2 separate regions of the Mus musculus genome follow, and region 1 is linked to region 2. Evidence: chromatin contacts called from public promoter capture Hi-C data. All regions are on one chromosome and are shown on one strand. Each heading gives the region's core, a stretch centred on a gene start, on an enhancer-like site or on the middle of the called end of the contact. The rest is flanking DNA. Distances are from core to core; before and after follow the strand shown.

Region 1 (6,212 bases), core at 3,063-5,562, 3.0 Mb before region 2:
TCTTCTGGCTGTCTTCTTTTAGGTTTGTTGAAGGATTACTTTCTTGCTCTATCTAAGGTGTAGTTTCCATCCTTGTGTTGGTGTTTTCCCTTCATTATCCTTTGAAGGGCTGGTTTCTCCATCTATGGTAATTGAGAGTTTTGCTGGGTATAGTAGCCTGGGCTGGCATTTGTGCTCTCTTAGGGTGTGCATAACATCTATCCAGGATCTTCTGGCTTTCATAGTCTCTGGTGAGAAGTCTGGTATAATTCTAATAGGCCTGCCTTTATATGTTACTTGACCTTTTTCCCTTACTGCTTTTAATATTCTATCTTTATTTAGTGCATTTGTTGTTCTGATTATTATGTGTCGAGAGGAATTTCTTTTCTGGTCCAGTCTATTTGGAGTTCTGTAGGCTTCTTGTATGTTCATGGGCATCTCTTTCTTTAGGTTTGGGAAGTTTTCTTCTATTAATTTGTTGAAGATATTTACTGGCCCTTTAAGTTGAAAAATCTTCATTCTCATCTACTCATATTATCCGTAGGTTTGGTCTTCTCCTTGTGTCCTGGATTTCCTGCATGTTTTGAGTTAGGATCCTTTTGCATTTTGCATTTTCTTTGTTTGTTGTGCCCATGTTCTCTATGGAATCTTCTGCACCTGAGATTCTCTCTTCCATCTATTGTATTTCATTGCTGATGCTCACATCTATGGTTCCTGATTTCTTTCCTAGGGTTTCTATCTCCAGAGTTGTCTCACTTTGAGTTTTCTTTATTGTTTCTACTTCCCTTTTTAGGTCTTGGATGGTTTTGTTCAATTCCATTGCCTATTTGGTTGTGTTTTTCTGTAGCTCTTTAAGGGATTTTGTGTTTCCTCTTTAAGGGCTTCTACCTCTTTAGCACTGTTCTCCTGTATTTCTTTAAGTGAGTTATTAATGCCCTTCTTGATGTCCTCTACCAGCATCATGAGATGTGATTTTAAATTTGAGTCTTGCTTTTCAGGTGTGTTGGGTTATCCAGGACTGGCTGAGGTGGGAGTTTCAAATCAGTAGCCCAAAACTCATGATGCATGTTCTGTGGTAGGATCATTGCTATAATTCAGCATTCATGGTATAGGTACTGCGGGTAGCTCATGCCTGTAACCCAGCACTCATGGTGCATGTACTCTGGAAACAAATACCTGCAACTCCAGCACTCACGGTGAATGTACTAAGGAAGACACACACTAGTAATGCACCACTCATGGTCATGTATTATGGGAGGCCCAGACCTGTATCTTAGTGTATGTCCTTTATTAGACTTATATCACTAACCCATCACTCATGGTTCATATACTGTGAGAGGCTCACCAATAATTTAGCAATATGTGTATGTGTCCATGAAGGTTAGGGGGGAATGGCAGCTTCACGCTTGCAGGTTCTTTCCTAGCCACTTCCTTTACATCCCCTCTCTCAGCTACATCTTCACGTGAAAGAAGTAAGGATCAGGGAGAAATGGCTGCCTGCTTTCTACTAATGTGGCCAGCCAGAGACGCTGTCCTCTCCACCTAGCTTAAGGAAAGGAATACCCTCTCCTCCAGATGGCGGAGCCTGTTTACTTCCAACCCAGCAAGAGTTAGCTCCAACTCATTCTGGATGTGGCTCTACCCATGGGCTGGAGCCCCAGGTTCCTAAAGCTTGTCCAGGCCAACAGCTTTCCTCCGCGGGTCTCTCCCCAGCATCGACTCCCTTCCAGGGAGACCTGGAATGCTGCTTCCTGGTCGGCATCCGATCCATGACCAAATCCCTTGTTCAGACGGAGTTTGTTTACAGCAGTCGTTAGTAGTGACTTCTGAAGCAGAAGGATGGGTTGGAACTCATGTAAGCCAGGCTGACCTTGAATTCTGCTCCAGGCTCCAGAATGAGATTTCCTGCATGCCACAGAATGCTAGACTTTTCCTGTGTAGGTTTTGAGGCTGGTTCAAGCTGCGGCACCAGCAACGAATGGTTCATTTCCATAACTGCCATTTGTAGTTACAGCACGTTCCAAGACCATAGGCAGGCCCTTGGCCTTTTAGGAGCTCATAAGCTGATCAGAGATACTAAACACGAACAACAACTAGGAGGTTCTATTGTAAAGGGTGAGGAATAAAACGTTCACTGAAACTATATGTTCTTGGGGTAAATTATTAATACTTTGGGTGTCTTCTCTCTGCAACACAGAAATCTTAAGATTTCTGTAGGGGTTGCAGTTGGGTGTCTATGGAGACCCAGAGTCTTTCCTCTGTAAAAACCATGATCTATAAACTGATCAACCCTCTTTTGGCAACTTCATCTGCATCATCTCTGATCTATGTCCTAAGTATAGGTACTCCTTTTCTTTCCTAAAACAGAAATGGCTCACCTATGTGCCTATGTGTGATCAGAGTGTCATACTCTTATGGTGAGGGTAGAACGCAAAACAGTCTTTGTGACTGCCTGTAATTATCAGAAAGCTCCCACTGACTGCCAAAGAATTTAGAGGTATACACTCACTCTGCTTTCCTTCTGGAAAGACAACCAGGGCAAGGTTGGATCTGCCATGTGCCCAGTATGTATTTGGACAGTGATTACTTCTCTGAAGTAAAGCTCCAGAATGCTTGGATGTGCCTTGGGTCTTTTGGCTTGAAACCTCAAGCCATGCTGGAGGAGTATATTAACAAGAAAAAGTGGAATATCAGATAGTTTACATTGTTGGAACCAACCCTTTTAGACTATAAATTACATTTCTAAATTCTTGTAGGAATGTTTGAATTCTGTTTTTAAGGGGCTAAAGAGATGTCTCAAACAAAACCAAGCAAAGAAAACAAAATTTAAAAATCCAAATAAGTTTGATCATGTTGCATGTTTAAAATCCTACAACAGTTGTCCACTGCATCAAAAGGAAAATAAATCTATGTATTCATTTCTTCCTCTGAGCTCCAGCCACTATGGTATGGCTCTTCCACAAAAGCTCCAAATAAGCTTAGAAATGCATCAGATATCTTCCATACAACTTCCCACCTTCCCAACTTTGCTGTGTTTTTGTTGTTGTTGTGTTTTTTTTTTTTTTTTTGAGACAAGGTCTTCTGGTTGACCTGCAACATGCTACATAGACTAGGCTATCCTAGAACTCACAGTTATCCAGCTGCCTCATCACTGCTGTGGTCAAATATGTGGTACACTATGGTCAGGTTAATTCTGAATCCTGTGTCAACCCATCCTCCTTACTATGCTGGAATGTTTTCCTTAAATTATCACTTTCTAACATGCTCTGAGTAATTTATTATATTTGTCGGTTATCTCTAACAGAATTAAATTGCAAGTTGAGGACAGATTTTTTAATACATTATTTTTTATTATTTTATTTATTTTGACTGCAAATATATTTCTGTACCACATGCACACAGTGCCCAGAAGAAGGTGTCTGATCTCCCGTAACTGGACTTGAAAGCAGCCACGTAGATGCTAGTAATAGAACTTGGATCCTCTGGAAGAACAGCTAGTGCTCTTAACTAATGAGCACTCTTTCCAGCCCCAAGGATAGAGATTTTTGTCTATTGCAGCCATTGGTTATTCTAACTGCCTATAAGTGTATCTGTACTTTGTTGCTATTCAATATAGAGTTGTCAAATGGACCAATGTTAAAGCTATAGTAGGTGTCAAGAACTGTTCTTGGCACTGGGATACGACAAAAAAAAAAAAAAAACCTTTCCGGCCCCCTCCTGGAACTCACCGGATTAAGTCAGTAGCCTGTTTTTCAGTCTAGGATCCATCTTTTCTGTTTCCTTTGAGATTTTGGGGCAAATAACACATGCAAACTTTGCATTCTTACAGTCTTACAAGAATTGAACAGGAGAAAAAAAAAGTGCCAGTATTTGTACAGAATGTGGCATAAGAAATGCTTTATTGTTTGTTTCTTCCCCCACCCACCACCCACCCCACCCCCCAGCCAGAGAACCGGTGGTGTTAAGTTTGTTTCAAATGTTGTCTAGGCCAGGTCTTCAGTAGTCCTGGAAAGGCGGTAACAGTAACTCTTAACTTTAACTGAAGATACTTTACAGGGTAGGAGTGAGAGCCAGGGAATTCTTAGTTAACCACTTCATGGTCTTCCTTAGAAAAAGCCTCATTTGAGGTGAAGTCTGTTGCCAAGGATAGGAAAGGAAGAGCATTTTACTAAAACTACAAATCCCAGCACGCCCCGCGGCAGAGAGCTACGGGTCCCAGTAGGTTTTATCAAAAGGACCTCCGGGTTCTCTTGGAGATAGATCCGTGGCCCGGAATTCCGCCTGAGAGAGAGAGCGGAACGGGTCAGGCTTTTACGTCGCTTCGCAGACGCCACTCACGGATCGGACGTGACGTAAGGAGGGTTCCGGATTCGGCCTCCGCCGCTGCCTCCGCTACTACAGCCGCTGCCGCTGCTGTCGCCGCGGCTTGTTCTTCCTAAAATGGCGCCGCTGGATCTGGACAAGTATGTGGAGATAGCGCGGCAGTGCAAGTACCTTCCCGAGAACGACCTGAAGGTGAGCCGGGCCGGAGGCCGTCCAGCTTGCGAGGCAAGCCCCTTCCGGCTGCGGGGCTCCCGCCGGCCCGCCCTTCTCCCTCGGCGGGATCCCTACCGGGCGCCCGATCCTGGCGCGGCGGAGGGCGCTCCGCGGTGCGAGAGGACCGGGTCCGAGGCGGCGTGACGCGGAGAACCAGGGGAGCCCGGATCCCCCGAATGCTGTCCAGTTCTTTGAGGGGAGATCCCGGGGGATGTCACGATCCCCTGACCCTCACGGGACTCCGAGCTTAAAGACTCTCACTCTAACTCGCTCGGCCTCCCGGAGACGGAGCCGGGCCGAGCGGGTAGTGCTCCCGGGATGGGGTCCTCCCAGCAGAGGTAACAGGAGCCGCTGTCTGCTCCAGGGACGCGGCCGCGGTGTGTTTAAGTCCCTGAGAGGTGGAAGCCGGTGGGCGGGATCGATGCGACCATAATGGGAGAGAATGACAAGTCGCCTCAGCTTCACCACTCCCCTAAATTGCTTCTTAGGAGTGGTAGTTTTCTTCTGATGATTTGGATGTGGATCTCATTTCTTAGCCCGTTGTTGAGCTATTTAAGTGAATAAGCAGTTGCTTATCAATAAGTTCAAATGTTTTTATGACCTCTGAGCTGTTCCCCTGTAACTCAAGGTGTCGTTTTCTTGGTTTTCCAAAGGAGGTCTTACTCAGTTCAGGCTAAGTTAATGCAGTAAAGAAGTAAGCCGTTGGTGTACCACTGTTATCAACCGTATTTTGTTTCTGCAAAAACTAGTGCTTAGGACCACGTTGGTGTTTATCCGATGGTTGCTAATGTCTGTTTTATTCCGTTAACTTTGATTTGCTATGTAGTCAGTCACTCTCGATCATTTGAATTTTTTTTTCATGCTGTTTTTGTAATATTTTTAAGCCACAGGCTTAAAACAATTTTTTCAAGAAAAAAATTGCCTTTTTCCTAACGAATTTTATTTCTCTTGTGAAGATTTTGCTCTGTGTCTGTTTTCTTGTCTCATCTAGTACATGAAGTTTATATTTAAATCAGCCAACAAGTATGCAAAATGTTTAAGACCTCAAGTGTTGGTTGTGTGAAAGTACATAGCTTGTAACTTACATACTGACTGCCTGTGTTACATGATTGGTGTTCATATTCAGCCACCTGAATCAGGCATTTGCCTTGTCTTCCTGCTTGGTAATTTTGTTTTGTCTTGTTTTTGCTTTCTTCCTGAGATAAGATCTTAATATAGTTCTTGCTGGGGCTGGAGAGATATCTCAATGGTTAAGAGCACTTGGCTGCTCTTCCAGAGGACCTGGAAATTCTGTTCCCAGCAAGGGCATGATAGTTTGTAACATCCTGTCACTCCAGTTCCAAGGAATCTGATGCCCTCTTCTGGTCTTCATAGGCACCAGGTACACATGTGTTCCACAGACATGTGTGCAAGCAAAGCAGCCATACACATAAAATAAAAACAAATCTTTAAAAAAAGTTCATGGTGGCCTCCAACCCAGTATGTACCTGAGGATGGCCTTGAACTCCTGACCCTCTTGCTTCTACTTCCCAACTGCTGGACCCTAACCAACATGCCTGGCTTTTTCTTTCCGTTCCTTTTTTTTTTTTTTTAATAAGATTTATTTTTAATTAGTTGGGGGGGGGCGGTTATGTGCACATTTTGCCTTTGTAAGCCAGGGGCACCAGGTCACCTGGAGCTGGAGGTACAGGCAGTTG
Region 2 (5,588 bases), core at 1,749-4,248:
CACGTGCAGGAGTCAGCCTAGCCTCACAGCTCTACTCACCAGGCCATGCCCTCTCCCTGGGCACATAAATGGGCCGGGCATGCTGGTGCACACTTATTTAATCCCAGCACTAGGGAGACAGAGGCATGTGGAGCTCTGTGAGTTCAAGACTAGCCTGTTCTAGAATAGGGAACAAAATACCCATGTAAGGAGTTACAGAGACAAAGTTTGGAGCTAAGATGAAAGGATGGACTATCCAGAGACTACCCCACCCGGGATCCATCCCATAGTCAGCCACCAAACCCAGACACTATTGCACAATGCCAGCAAGATTTTGCTGAAGGGACCCTGTTATAGGTGTCTCGTAGGAGGCTATGCCAGTGCCTAGCAAATACAGAAGTGGATGCTCACAGTCATCTGTAAGATAGAACACAGGGCCCCCAATGGAGAAACTAGAGAAAGCACCCAAGGGGTCTGCAACCCTATAGGTGGAACAGCAATATGAACTAACCAGTACCCCCAGAGCGCGTGTCTCTAGCTGCATATGTAGCAGAAGATGGCCTAGTCGGCCATCACTGGGAAGAGAGGCCCCTTGGTATTGCAAACTTTATATGCCCCAATACAGGGGAATGCCAGGGCCAAGAAGCAGGAGTGGGTGGGTAGGGGAGCAGGGCGGAGGGAGGGTATAGGGAACTTTTGGGATAGCATTTGAAATGTATATAAAGAAAATATATAATAATAATTAAAAAAAAAGACTAGCCTATTCTACATAGTGAGTTCCAGGACAGCCAGAGCTACCTGTTACATACATACACACACACACACACACACACACACACACACACACACACACACACACACACTGGAAGGCAAGCATTTGAACACTATAAATCCCCAGCACACAGCCTTGAGCTCAAATAGGATGCCATCCCCCCCACCCAATGAGAGACAAAAGCCATCATCCTTTAAAGCAGCCTGCAGCCCCTAACCAACACAGGGTCAATACTCCCTCTTTGACATCTTTATACTTCTCTCTCACCCTTCGCCACAGCCCTCACTCTCCTACTTAACAACATGCTGGCGCCTATCTCCACCATCAGACTGTGGACTCCAGCGTCACTCTGGGCACCTACATCACTCCACATCAGACTGTGACCTCTGTGTCACCAGGCCCCAGCCAAAGGCTCAAATAGAAAAAGCCCTTGGAATGCAAAACAGAAAAATTCCACTACAGCACTTGCAATATGACTATAGGCAAAGGGGACACCGTGGCTCTAGTCAGGCGCAGCTTGGGTCACCAAGTCATGCCTACTCCCAGGCTAAAGGGAGGACACCAAGCCAAACCCAGGGTCTGGAAGGGATGAACTTGAACATTTGTGGATTCCCTGGCACAGCTTTGCCCTCCAAGCTGAACTCTACCCTTTCCCTAAAAGAATCCCAGCAAGGAAGACAGGTGCATGAACACCGGATCCTCAAAGGGTGGAGGGTCAGGTGAGAGCTGGACTCATGCTGAAACTGAAAGTCAGCATGGCCAACATGTCAGCCTTGGCTCTACCATCAGCTCACTGTGGGGTCTCCAACAAGTGGCCCCACTTCCTGAGCCTCTCAAAGTTCTGATCTACAAAATGGACTTAACGCATCTGCCTCCCACAAGGCTGCTGTGAGCACCAAAGAAAAGGCACGCACAGCTAATCTTGGTAAACTGCAGTGCTGGATCACAAATGGCTTCCTTTCCAAAAACCCAGACTGTCACCTTTCTAGCACAGGTGTCCCCAGCTCTTTTTCTCACTCAAACCCCATCCTCCAGGAAGCCTGCTGTGATTCTCAGGCCACTCTGTCCTCTGAGTTCCAAGGTCCTGTAGTATCCCTTTCCCCCACTGCCAACCTTTCTTGGCCCCATTTTACAGATGGGCATCCAAATTGTAAAGAGAGGAAGGAAAGGTGGAGGGCAGGGGAAGTATGGGGGGGGCGGGGAGTAAATTATTTTTCTTTCCTAGAACCTGGTTCTGCCCTGAGGGAGAGAAGCGGGACAGAATTGCAGAACTGGCTTCTTTGAACCACTGCAGGTATTGAGAGTGACTGGATTAGGCTGATCCTGAATTCAAACCCTGAGCCCACTATGCATTATGTGACTTGGGGCTGTTATCGCACCTACTGAACCTCAATTTCCTGGTCACTATGTGCCCACTTCCCCATTCCCAGGATAGCTGGTGTCCCCCACCCCCATCCCTGTATCTACCGTTGGGGAGATAGGTTGAGCGTTAAGATAGACTCCCCAAAAGTTAGAGGCCAAAGAAAAGGAACTCAGTGTCCAGCCCGCCTTCCCCTTGGCGTCTGCCGCTTCCTCCCCAAGGAGCCCCCACAGGAAACCGCCGAGTTCTGGGGGGGGGGGGGGGGGGGGGTACAGAGGCTGCTTGGAAAGTCGGACCACATATCAGGTGAGAAGTTAAAGAACCTGTCTCTGCTTCCCCTGCCGACTCGGGATCTCAGTGGGCTGTGTGCCAGAGAGATCCCAGGTAGGCCCTAGCCATTCTCCAGGGACCCCATTCCATAACCTCAACACCCTATTCCCCGGCACCGCGAGCAGAAAGGGGAATCAGGGAGTCCGCCTGGAAGGGAGATGGACCAAGCCCACGGCGCAGGACTTGGAATTTTCACGGGCATCCGGCGGGGGCACCTACCTGGTGAGGGCACCCCAGGATCTGCGAGCAGGACCGAGGGTGTCGGCGGCAGCAGCAGGAGCAGCAGCAGGGGAAACCAGAGCGAGAGACTCCTTCCTGCAGAAGGAAGAGAGAGTTGAGCCTAGCGTTCAAGGCTCCGCCTGCAGGCCACCGAATTCCGGGACGCGTGGGGGCACCACTGGGGTCGGACTCACGACTCATGACTCTGGGAGTGGATGGATGTGCAATGCCAACGGCTGGCTCCTCGGGTGCAACTCCAGCACTGCCCCAGCACTGGCAGGTCCCCTCCCACCCATCTCACGGCTCCACCCCCACTCCTCCCTCCAGTTGTCACCTCTGACAGGCTGACCGCCAACTTCCTCTGCTCCAGCCTTAGCCAAGACGTTTTATTAATTACTGCATGGTGACTGCTCAGACCGTAACTCACGATCCTTGAGGTGCAAGATCTTTTTACAGTGTCAGAAATGCATCCATTTGGGATATAGCAAACTGAGGCTCTCTGAGGATGGGCACGAAGGAGGACAAGGCTTGTAGGCAGAACAAATGGTGGAAGAGGCTGGTTTGAACCATAGCTTGCTTGAAGAAGGATGAGGAGCAAGGAGGTGAGAAGCCATGCAGTCCAGTCCAGCCTGCACACGAGGTCCTGCATGGAAAACACGCTACTGCCACTCCTGCCCGCCAACAGAAGAGCTTCCTTCTCCGTTGAGCAGGCAGAGGCCAGGTCAGACATGAGGAGCTGTAATTTACATTCCTAATACACAGCCTGCCAGTTGGCTCACCTTTAGTCCTTGCTGGTCCTCGGTGTATTTATTTATAAAATGGACATGCAAAACCACCCTAGGCAGTGAGGGATACCCAGGGGGCCCCCACCTACTCAGAGGAGAAGTGTAGGGGGGAAGTGGGGGAAGGATTGTGGGAGGGGGTGGCCAGGAGGGGGCAGTGAGTGGGATGTAAAGTGAATTAAGTAAAAAATTAAAAAACAAAATTTTTAAAAGATACATATAAAGTAGATATCAAAAAATATGTATGGCATAAGGCAATTTTGTTTACTGATAGTTAAAGGTGAGGGGAGTTGTTTTAAAAGAAAATTATAACATTTGTATATTTTAATCCTTACACAAAATAAAATTAATGAGACATTTAAAAAAAACACCATAGAAAAAAATATACAGATCCCATGTGGCAGTGGCTACTCTGTGGTCAGAGAACCTTTTTCAAAGTTGCCCTAACTTAGATTCCAGGGCTAGCCAAATGCCACCCTCCAGCTGAATGGCCACTTGCCAGCCTTATAGGACCTAAGCCTTTGGGTCATTGGCTCCTTTGTACAGTGGGGGAAACTGAGCCTAGAAGGAGCAGAGAATAGGAGCAAAGCCACAGTGTCCTCGTCCTTTTCCTTGCCAGCTCTCTCCCTCAGTTTTCCCAGCACGCCCTCTGCCCACGCCCGCACCCAGAGGCATGGCTTGGTGGAAGGGCCCATTCATCCTTGTGCTGGCTCTCGGGCATCTCTGGGCTCAGGAAAGGAACAGGTAGGAAAGGTGGGGCCTGATGGGGTGCCCCTTTTGCTTCCAAACCAGAGCTGTTCCCATGCTCTACAGGGACAAAAGCCAACTGCTCTAGGGAAACTGAGCAAGCCAGGACAGACCAGGGGAAGAACTGGGGCCCTGGTATACTGAGACCAGCTTCAGTTTCTCCACATCCCCAGATTTAAGACCCCTCTGGTAACCAGCCAGCTGGGCAAGGGGCTGTGGGTCAAGTGATTGTCAGCAAAATAATGAGATCTGGGAGGAAAGCTGAGGTTCTGTTCCCCAGAGGACAGGGGACCTTCTGGTGACCAAGAAATACAAGAAGAGCTGGCATGATTCTCATCCTCCACTCCCCGGTCTGCCCTCACTCTGGGCCTGGACCCAAGGAGTCACACCTGTAGCTCACTCCCAGACCTGTCCTGTAGTGAAAACAAATGCTAACTAGCTCAGCCCTAACCCTGGAGGGAGGAGACTTAGCCTGGGAATCAAGAAAACTGAGTTCAAGTCTCCTTTCTTCTCTTTGACCATAGACAAGCCCTTAGGGCCTGCTTCCCATTTGAACACCAGGATAATAGGACCAAGTGGGTAGCAAAGGCAGGACCCATGCCAGTAGAGAGCATGAGCCCTTGCTATAACCATGCTCTACAGCCCTTCATGCCATCAGAAGACAGATGCAGTGAAGGAGGGCTGCAATGGGAGTGTGCAGTTGATGAAGGATGGGTACAGTGGAGAAGCAAGAGGCCAAGAGAGCAGCTAGGGTATTAATACAGGCCTCCAAGGACCAAGCCTAACCAAGGGGGTGGAGCAAGGAAGAAGTAGACAAGGGAAACGGTGACTGAGATGCCAGCTCTTTACCAGTTGACCTGGAGTATGGATAGAGAGGTAGAGAACATTTAGATGCTGGTTGTTGCTAGGGACAATGCTCAGGGACAGGCAGTGGCTGGAAAACACAGAGTTAACACTTGGTCCATCCAAAGAAAGGATCCAACATGCAGATGAATACCCAAGTTGGGGGAGCATCCTTGTTCTACTAGAAAGCTCACAACCCAGGGCCGCCTTTCCTTGCTCTTGTGTTCCAGAGCCAACGTCCTGAATGTAGACCTTGTAGAGGGCAGCCAACCCTCCAGTAGTTGAGATTGTCTGTTCTGCTCCAGGTCATTGGACACGTCGTTTTTTCTTCTCTCCTACAGGAAGTTCTGTGCCTTCCCTCCCCTCAAGGTGGTGCTAAATAGAAGTTGTCCCTCTCTTCCCCTGAGTTGTCATTGTTTGGTGACTCTGTCCTCCTTAAACCCAAGTACAGGGACTGAAAATGTCCCAAGAGGCTGGTCGCTTTGTGGGATGAGCGCTGGCGTGAATAATCCAGGAGGATTGGCAGAGATGGCTGGGCAGTTGAGAACACCAAGGG

The links. Capture Hi-C pulls out chosen DNA fragments and counts their contacts.
Region 1: a promoter capture Hi-C map of liver shows a contact between it and region 2, with 2.8 times the contacts expected there. The contact joins the promoter of Ppp6c here to the promoter of Ptgs1 in region 2. A contact is called at or near these places in 1 of 39 promoter capture datasets (cranial neural crest) and 1 of 9 other capture datasets (liver).

What each region holds. Positions count from the first base shown.
Region 1 is chr2:39,224,449-39,230,660 of GRCm38.p6, reverse strand. It overlaps Ppp6c (protein phosphatase 6, catalytic subunit), which reads left to right and starts at 4,312. Exons shown (of 7, transcript NM_024209.3): 1 at 4,312-4,494. The coding sequence starts at 4,420.
Region 2 is chr2:36,227,836-36,233,423 of GRCm38.p6, reverse strand. It overlaps Ptgs1 (prostaglandin-endoperoxide synthase 1), which reads right to left and starts at 2,998. Exons shown (of 11, transcript NM_008969.4): 1 at 2,855-2,998; 2 at 2,661-2,756. The coding sequence starts at 2,861.